2 separate regions of the Callithrix jacchus genome follow, and region 1 is linked to region 2. A link is a contact called in public Hi-C data. All regions are on one chromosome and are shown on one strand. Each heading gives the region's core, a stretch centred on a gene start, on an enhancer-like site or on the middle of the called end of the contact. The rest is flanking DNA. Distances are from core to core; before and after follow the strand shown. Region 1 overlaps PRKCE (protein kinase C epsilon). Region 2 overlaps PRKCE (protein kinase C epsilon).

Region 1 (3,775 bases), core at 831-3,330, 230 kb after region 2:
CAGCCTCTGTCTGTCTAGAACTTGGTTCCAAACACGTTCTTAAATAAGCATCCACTTCACCTTTACCAGAGCCTCCAGGTGACAGCGACTACAGATCATGCACAGGCAGAGAAACTGAGGCCCAGGGAGATAAGCTAGCTTATGGAGGACAGCACTGCAAGTCAGCACCAGACTGGGACCAAGAAGAAAATGCAAAGGTGCGAGAACTTTCCAATCATGATGTGCATTACAGATGCAAGGCGACAGTGTGGTAATTAGCATCATTATTCATCTAAACACAACCTCTGAGCATTTAACACATGCCCGGTGTACATTCAGACTCAAAGAGGTAGAAGTGTGGGATGAATATGAAGATAAATGACATCTGGTCCCTGCCCTCCAAGGACAAGGAAGTGTGCTGGAGGAGTTGAATGTCTCTTAAACAAACAAGAACCACACAACGGGACACGGGAGCCAAGCAGATGGAAGCCCAGAGGAGGGCAGCCAGACTCTGCCTGTAGGTACAGTGAGGAGCTGACATTTGAGCTGGATGGAGAAGAGGCAAAAGGCCCTTCCAGGCACAGGGAACAGCATGTCCAGGCCCCAGAGGTGTAACAGATCATAGAGGGAATGCAACTGTCAGTGGGACGAGCCAGGGCCAGTTGGCCCAGAGTGTCATGGGCCCTGCCAAGGAAGAGACATGTTCCTACAGGCCACCATCAGGGGCTTGAAGCAGGGGGAATGGCATGATCAGATTTGGGTGTCAAAAACACAGGACAGGCCTGGCATAGTGGCTCATGCCTGTAATCCCAGAACTTTGGAAGGCCAGGGTGGGTGGATCACTTGAGGTCAGGAGTTCAAGACCAGCCTGGCCAACATGGTGAAACCTAGTCTCTACTAAAAATACAAAAAATTCGCTGGGCATGGTGGCAGGCTTGTAATCCCAGATACTCAGGAGGATGAGGCAGGAGAATCACTTGAACCCAGGAGGTAGAGTTTGCAGTGAGCCCAGATTGCACCACTGCACTCCAACCTAGGCAACAAGAACGAAACCCTGTCTCAAAAAAAAAGACAGGACAGGCTGTAGAGTGGCAAGAGGTCAACAGGAGCACCTGGGGGCACACAGACAGTGAGGAGAAGATATAATTCTTCACTCAAGTGACAGCAGGGGCTAACCTGAGGATCTGCCCCATCACTTAACCTTTCATCTGCAGAGTGAAGTAACCAGTATTTGTCCTGCTTCCTTTATAGGACATAATATAAAGTTATTAATAATAATAGAAACTTAATGAAAGTAATAGCCAGCATGTCTTGAACACTTACATAGTTTATTTGACAAACACTGAATGTTTGCTAGGCACCAGGCATGCTAAGTGTTTCACAAATGCAAATTCATTTAATCATTACAATGATCCTCTGAAATAAGGACGTTCATCATCCCCATTTTACAGAAGAGGAAATTGAGACACAGAGACATTAAGTAACTTACACCAGGTCACCCAGGTTGTAAGTAGCAGAGCTGCGATTTGCAGCCAGGCCGTCTGGCCAGAGTCCTCGCTCTTGGTCACAATGTCCACAGTCTCTTGTTACACGCCCGGCACTGTAGAAAACACCTTGCAGCTACTGCCTATTACTTTGGTCCTCACAAAAATTCTGTGAGGTAGGCACTCTTTTTTCTCCCTTCCTTGTAGCTAAGGAAACTGAGGCACAACAGGGATAAGTACCTTGCCCATGGTTGCACACAGAGTAAGTGGTTGAGTTGCAAATTAATCTGTGGGACTGCAAAGTTCACGCTCTTACCTGCACTCCCTTCAGTCTAAAAGCACAAAACCACAGGGAGGGGACAGGGGATAGGGAGGAAGCAGCAACCTGAACAAAGACTGAACACTTAGAATAATGGGAGATCAGATGGAATATGTTTTCGCCTGGCTGGATTATCCCACCCCATATTAAGCAAGAGAAGGCAAGGTCCCCCCTCTCTCCCACCACCCTAGGTTCAGCCTCCAGACAAGTCAGGGTGTGTCATCTGGCCTGCCAGGCAGTAAAATACCCTGATCCCTTGGGGGTGAGGGTCTGCAGGCCTCATGCCCAGGGACAGCAGGGTGGCAAACAATAGTATTTCAGTCAAGCCTGGGATTCTCTGACTGGTCCTGGCAAAAACAAGATGTCAGTTGTAACACCTGTAAATCCCTGTGACAGCCAGTCCCCAGGCCCTGGGCACACTCTGGACCATGATGGAGCCACAATGTCCAGAGCCTTCTCCTGCCACTTCTTGGGACTGAGAGTCCTGGCATGGGACCTGGCAATGTTATCATTAATCTATGGACAGATTTCACAAAGAGAAAAACATGCAGGAAAATATGCAGAAGGAAACAGAGCTAAAAACACAGGGTCAGGTTGAGACCAGACCATCTAGGGCTGTGATTCGGAAGCAGGAGAGCAAAGCTCTCAGGAGGATGTGTTAGAGACTCTGGAGGATATGGACTTTCAAGGAGTGTTTATGAGAGGCTGTGTATCTCAGTGGGCAACAGGATGGACTTTGAAGCCAGACTATTTAGGTTCAAATCCCACCTGGGCCTCTTACTGCTAAAAAACTAGGGGCATGCTCCTTAATCTCTCTGGGCCTTAGAGTTCTTATCCATCATATGAAGATAACAATAGCACCCACATCAGCAGGTTGTTACAAGGATTAAGTGAGTTAACATATAGAAAACTCCAAGAACAGTGTCCAGGACCTAGCCAGTGCTATGGATGTGTTAATTAAATAAAATCAGTGGGGCAGACACAGTGGCTTATGCCTATAATCCCAACACTTTGGGAGGCCAAGGCAGGCAGATCACTTGAGGTCAGGAATTAGAGACCAGTCTAGCCAACATGGTGAAACTCATTCTCTACTAAATAATACAAAAATTAGCCAGGTGTGTTGGCGCGTGCCTGTAATCCCAGCTACTCAGGAGGCTGAGGCATGAGAATTGCTTGAACCCAGGAGGCGGAGGTTGCAGTAAGCCGAGATCGCGCCATTGCACTCCAGCCTGGGTGACAGAGTGAGACTCTGTCTCAAATAAATAAATAAATAAACAAAATGGTTACAGGGGAAACATGAGACATCTCTGCCCAGTGGGGGAATCACAATATCCAGGTGAATAGAGATGAGGGCTGGGGATGAGATGCTTCCCATTTCATTCAAAAGAGTTTGAAAGAATTTAGATCTTGAAGTCCCTGACTTAGGGTCACAGGGAAAGTGAAAGTGCTGTTTGATACCATGCCCCAGCAACTACACTAAGGCAGAACCACAGCCTTGGAATTCAGAATGGGGTGGGGTTCCACGAACTCTAGAAACTCTTAGGGTTTAATCTGTCTGTACTAGTCTGTACGAAAGCTTTCAAAATTCACATTCATAGACATCCAAGATCATCTAGTCCACACTCGGCTGCTGCAAAGGAAAGGAATCCTGCAGAGGGTCAGAGAAGGGCCTTGTCCAAGGTCACGTAGCTGGCTGATGTGGGGCATGGAGCAAAAGCCAAGATCTGCTAGAACTGGGGCATCTTCCATCACACCAGCCCTCTGGCATTGACGGAGGAAGGCTGAGAGCCCAGTGCATGAGTCCTGGCATGGATGGAGCAGCTGCCACCCAGGCCTGGCTTGGTCTGCCCGGTATACTGGCCCCAGTCCAGGTTGCTCCTGACCAGCACCTGCCACCAAGCTCCGGCAGGCCCTACTAACCTCTTCCAGAAGGGAACTGAGGGTCCTCAGTTCCTACTCTTTAATACCCAGAGGCGGCTGCAAGCCAGGACAT
Region 2 (4,044 bases), core at 1,342-3,841:
GCGAACACAGAGGAAGGTGGTGGTGCCGGCTTTAGATAAGCCTGTCTCTTGTCATTATTGGGGTGCTACCAAAATAAACGCTTAAGGTCTTCAATAACATCATTTGACACTTGTATCAGATTTCTTTCCCGAAACACACCCATATCCCTTGTCTCACTGAAGCTTCCAAGTGACCCTGTGAGTGAGGGTATAATGTAGAATGTTTGGTTTTGGTTTTACATTTTCTAGGAGAAGAAACAACGGGAGAGTTATAGCCCCAGCACCTCCTCCACCCTGGCAGGGTGCTCTGGGCTGGATTTCACTGGGACAGCAGGGTTGGATGAGGTCAGAGCCAGCGTGGAATTAGCCTACTGCGCTGGATTCCTGAGTGTTGACTCAGCCGCAAGACTCCAGAGGGCAGAGCGCTGAATGTGTTAGAATGAGTTACGAATGAGGTGCCCACCATGTGTAATTGGGTGAGAACACCCAGCCTCTGCCCTCAGGGGTTTACAATCTAATACATCAGGAATAGGACCAGCGTTTGAAGAACTGTAGACAAGTGAGAAAGAAAGCTGGCACAACTTTGTAAATATAAGCTTTCTCAATTTAAGCAAACTTGCACATTTGTTTCCTTTGTTCTGAGAGTTGCTGAATAAGGCATGATATCATGAGTTACGGTCAAATGGCCAGGGAAAGGCAACATTTAGGCAAAAGAGAAGGTACCCATAAGTTAGGAAAGAATGCAAATTGGAGGCCAGAAAAAGTTTGCTAACTGAATAAACAGCTGCTGCGAAGCCTGACTGGGGTTTGAAGGACGGTACTGAAATGTTGAAAGGGATCCAACAGGTCAGTCGTGGATGCAAGGTGGAAACGCAGGGATATGTACAGAGCAGGTAGGGAGGACACAGGTTTCAAGTCACTGAGGATCATTCTAGGTATTGCCTGTTTTCTTAATTCTATATAGTGCCACTTGTCATTCTCAACTGTGTCCTTTCTTGGAGGATAAATGATATAGTCACCCTTGTTCTTCAAAACTCACAAGATGCACTGAATTGCCAGATAGCCCTCCTCCAGCCAAGCCATCTACACCAGGTTCTATGTTTGCACCACCTCTCCAAGGGGCTAAATACCACCCCCATCAGCCCTGCCCTGAGGCTAAGAGAGCAGATGGTTCTATGTGAGTGTGAACAGTCTTGAATTCTTCATTTCTGGGGTAACACTAGCTCCTGAGAATCCAAGAGGAACAGAGGGAGGAGAACAAGAAGAGGCAGAAGGAGAAGGATCAGGACCCTCTGTGTGACCTTAGTGGTGCAGAATGTAAAGGCTGCTCGCACTGTAGAGGAGCCAGCACGGCAGCAAGGAGGGCGAATGGGCCTTCGTTCCAGCAAGAACTGCAAATCGCTCCCAGATCCCCACAGTCATTGCTGAGCCTCAGTTTCCTCATCTCTTTAAAGAAAGGTGGGATGGGAGAGGATAATATCTACCTTCCGGAGTGGGTATGACATTTAGAACGTAATCATTATCAAGCACCAGGTACACAGTAGGTGCTCAATAATGGCGGCTGTTATCAGAATGATGATGTATACCTACGAGTTTTCTTAAAATCAAATTGCCAAAAATGTGAGGCCTATCAGGTGTTAGCCTCTACCCCATAATATGGTGGCTCAGGTCACCCTCAAAAGGATACACAGGGAGTCCTAAGTTTATTCTGGGAGTGACCTCTGTGGCAGACCAAGGGACACAGCTATGGCCGGGGGACACCAACAGCTTCCACTATAACCTCCCAAATATTTTTTATTTAAGTGCAATTATAAAACTATAAAGGGAACATGTTTCGTGGCATAAAGAAAACAGATGGACATTGACTCTTTTCTTCCCATCCAAAGGGGATCACCTTGCTCATCCCCTGGGAGCACTCTTCCTTCATGACCACTGCCCAAGGAGCCCACAAAAGGTCCAAGCGTCTAAGGAGTTAAAAATACAAGCACTGGAAGGCTTGTGTCTGTACCAGACTCTGGTCCTGATCCTGGAAATTTAACATCACAGTCTGAACAGGTGTTTGGTGACTGCCTGCTGATTGATTACAGTCTGAAAGTATAAGAGGGACAGGCGGAGCTTTTGTCCCTGCCCCTTTTACTAAGAATGCATACCTGCAACAGGCTGTGTGTTGGAGGAAGTCTCTCAGAACCGGGAGGACATTCCCTACACCAACAGAAAATCTTTGAACCCCCCAAAACCACACTTCTTTAACTCAAGTTAAATGAGGCCTTGGGACGCTTAACCGTTAAGAAATAATAGCAAGAAAAATCAAAGATTATGCAAAAAGAGGGGTGCAGGGGCTGTAGGCTGTCCTTAGGGCATCCTCTGGCCTTGGCGGAGCAAGGCTGGGAAAACCTGGCTGCATTTTCTGAACCTTCCATCAGGGCCACACGGGGGCACACGAGTCAATGTCTTGGTAGTGGGGCCTCCCGCTGGCTTCCTCTCTGTACAGGAACCTGGAGGAGGAGGACAGTGAGGGCAGAGGCGCTACTGGATGATTCCTTGCTTGGCCCATGGCCACCAAGCCAGTGACTCAGGCAGATTGTCCTTAAGTGATTCAAAACCACATGGGTGCCGGTCCAAAGGTTCCCCCTCACTTTCTAAGCATGTTCCCAGCACGGCTGGGGCACGGGTTCCTGAGTTATTATTGTTGGGAGCAGGGAGGAGAATCGAGTAAATAAATGGAAGGTCTAATAATCTCCTAAACTGATACCAGAAGAGCATGTGAGTAATCCCCAAAAGGGTGCCTGGGGGCACAGCAGGCAGGGGTGGGCAGGGGAATAGCTCATTTTTCAGTGGGTCACCATAGCGTCCTTGGCGTGACCAGAGTGCTGGCCCTCAGTGTCTGCCCCGCTAGGGTGAAGGATCAACCTCCAAGGCAGGACAGCAGGCTGGCTTCTGACACAGCCTCTTGACAGAGGGGCCCCTATGAACACACACCGCTGCCTCACCACCACACATGGGAACCCCAGGGAACAGACCAGGGACGAAAGCCTGGGCATTGCCAGGCACTGCAAAGCACTAGCCAGCCTCAACTCCAGGGCTCCAGTGTACCTGCTTTCCAGAGCACAATGGCACCAGGTGCACACAGACACAGAAGACAAACCAGAAGAGAAGGCATCTAAATCACCACCTTCTATTAAGAATTCAGCTAAGCTGCATTTTTTTTTTTTTTTTTTTTTTTTTGATAGGGTCTCGCTTTGTCGCAGAGGCTGGAGTGTGGTGGCATGATCTTGGCTCACTATAACCTCCGCCTCCCAGGTTCAAGCGATTCTCCTGCCTCAGCCTCCCAAATAGCTAGGATTACAGGCACACGTCACCATGCCCAGCTAATTTTTGTACTTTTAGTAGAGACAGGGTTTTACAATGATGGACAGGTTGGTCTTGAACTCCTGGCCTCAAGTAATCCACCCACCTTGGCCTTTCTAAGTGCTGGGATTACAGGTGTGAGCCACCGTGCCTGGCCCTAAGCTGCAATTTTAGATCTTTGAAAAGAAAAATACTTTTGTTTATAAATATGGGATAGTATGCAAATTTTTAAGTATTAATTTTTTTTAGCTAAAACAACACTTCAAAATTTCTTACTTTGAGGCCAGCTCTGGAGGGTAGGATTCATTTCCTTCTGTCCCACTTGTCTGTGGTGAATGGAACAGTGTTTGTTCAATAAAAAGTCAGTAAAGCAGAAAATCATGCAAAGAAAAGATATATGTATTTTAACTGACAACATTCAAACTTAAAACACTGAAAAACAAACCTATGTACTCACTTGCCAATAACAGAAGGCCAAGTTCTTTCAAGTATGGTCCCCCTCATTGTCTCTTATAGATAAACATTATCTATGATTTCCAATTTCTTTTTTTTTAGACAAAGTCTCACTCTGTCACCAGGCTGGAATGCAGTGGCAGGATCTCTGCTCACTGCAACCTCCACCTCCTGGGGTTCAAGTGATTCTCCTGTCTCAGCCTTCTGAGTAGCTGGGAATAGAGGCATGCCCAGCTAATTTTTGTATTTTTAGTAGAGACGGCA

The links. Hi-C and Micro-C count contacts between places; a contact is called where the count stands out from the background.
Region 1: a contact with region 2 is called in a Hi-C map of skeletal muscle, with 4 times the contacts expected there. The contact joins two enhancer-like sites. A contact is called at or near these places in 2 of 3 Hi-C or Micro-C datasets (both in skeletal muscle).

The regions. Positions count from the first base shown.
Region 1 is chr14:69,064,896-69,068,670 of calJac240_pri, forward strand. All of the region lies in intron 1 of PRKCE (protein kinase C epsilon), which reads right to left. Among named protein-coding and RNA genes, the nearest start is that of PRKCE, 60 kb to the right of the region's middle. Within about 2 kb of position 2,081, at least 1 of the 16 cell types and tissues checked has an H3K27ac peak or open chromatin away from gene starts, as enhancers often do. A contact at or near this core is called in skeletal muscle, where this site is marked.
Region 2 is chr14:68,830,955-68,834,998 of calJac240_pri, forward strand. All of the region lies in intron 2 of PRKCE (protein kinase C epsilon), which reads right to left. Among named protein-coding and RNA genes, the nearest start is that of PRKCE, 290 kb to the right of the region's middle. Within about 2 kb of position 2,592, at least 5 of the 16 cell types and tissues checked have an H3K27ac peak or open chromatin away from gene starts, as enhancers often do. A contact at or near this core is called in skeletal muscle, where this site is marked.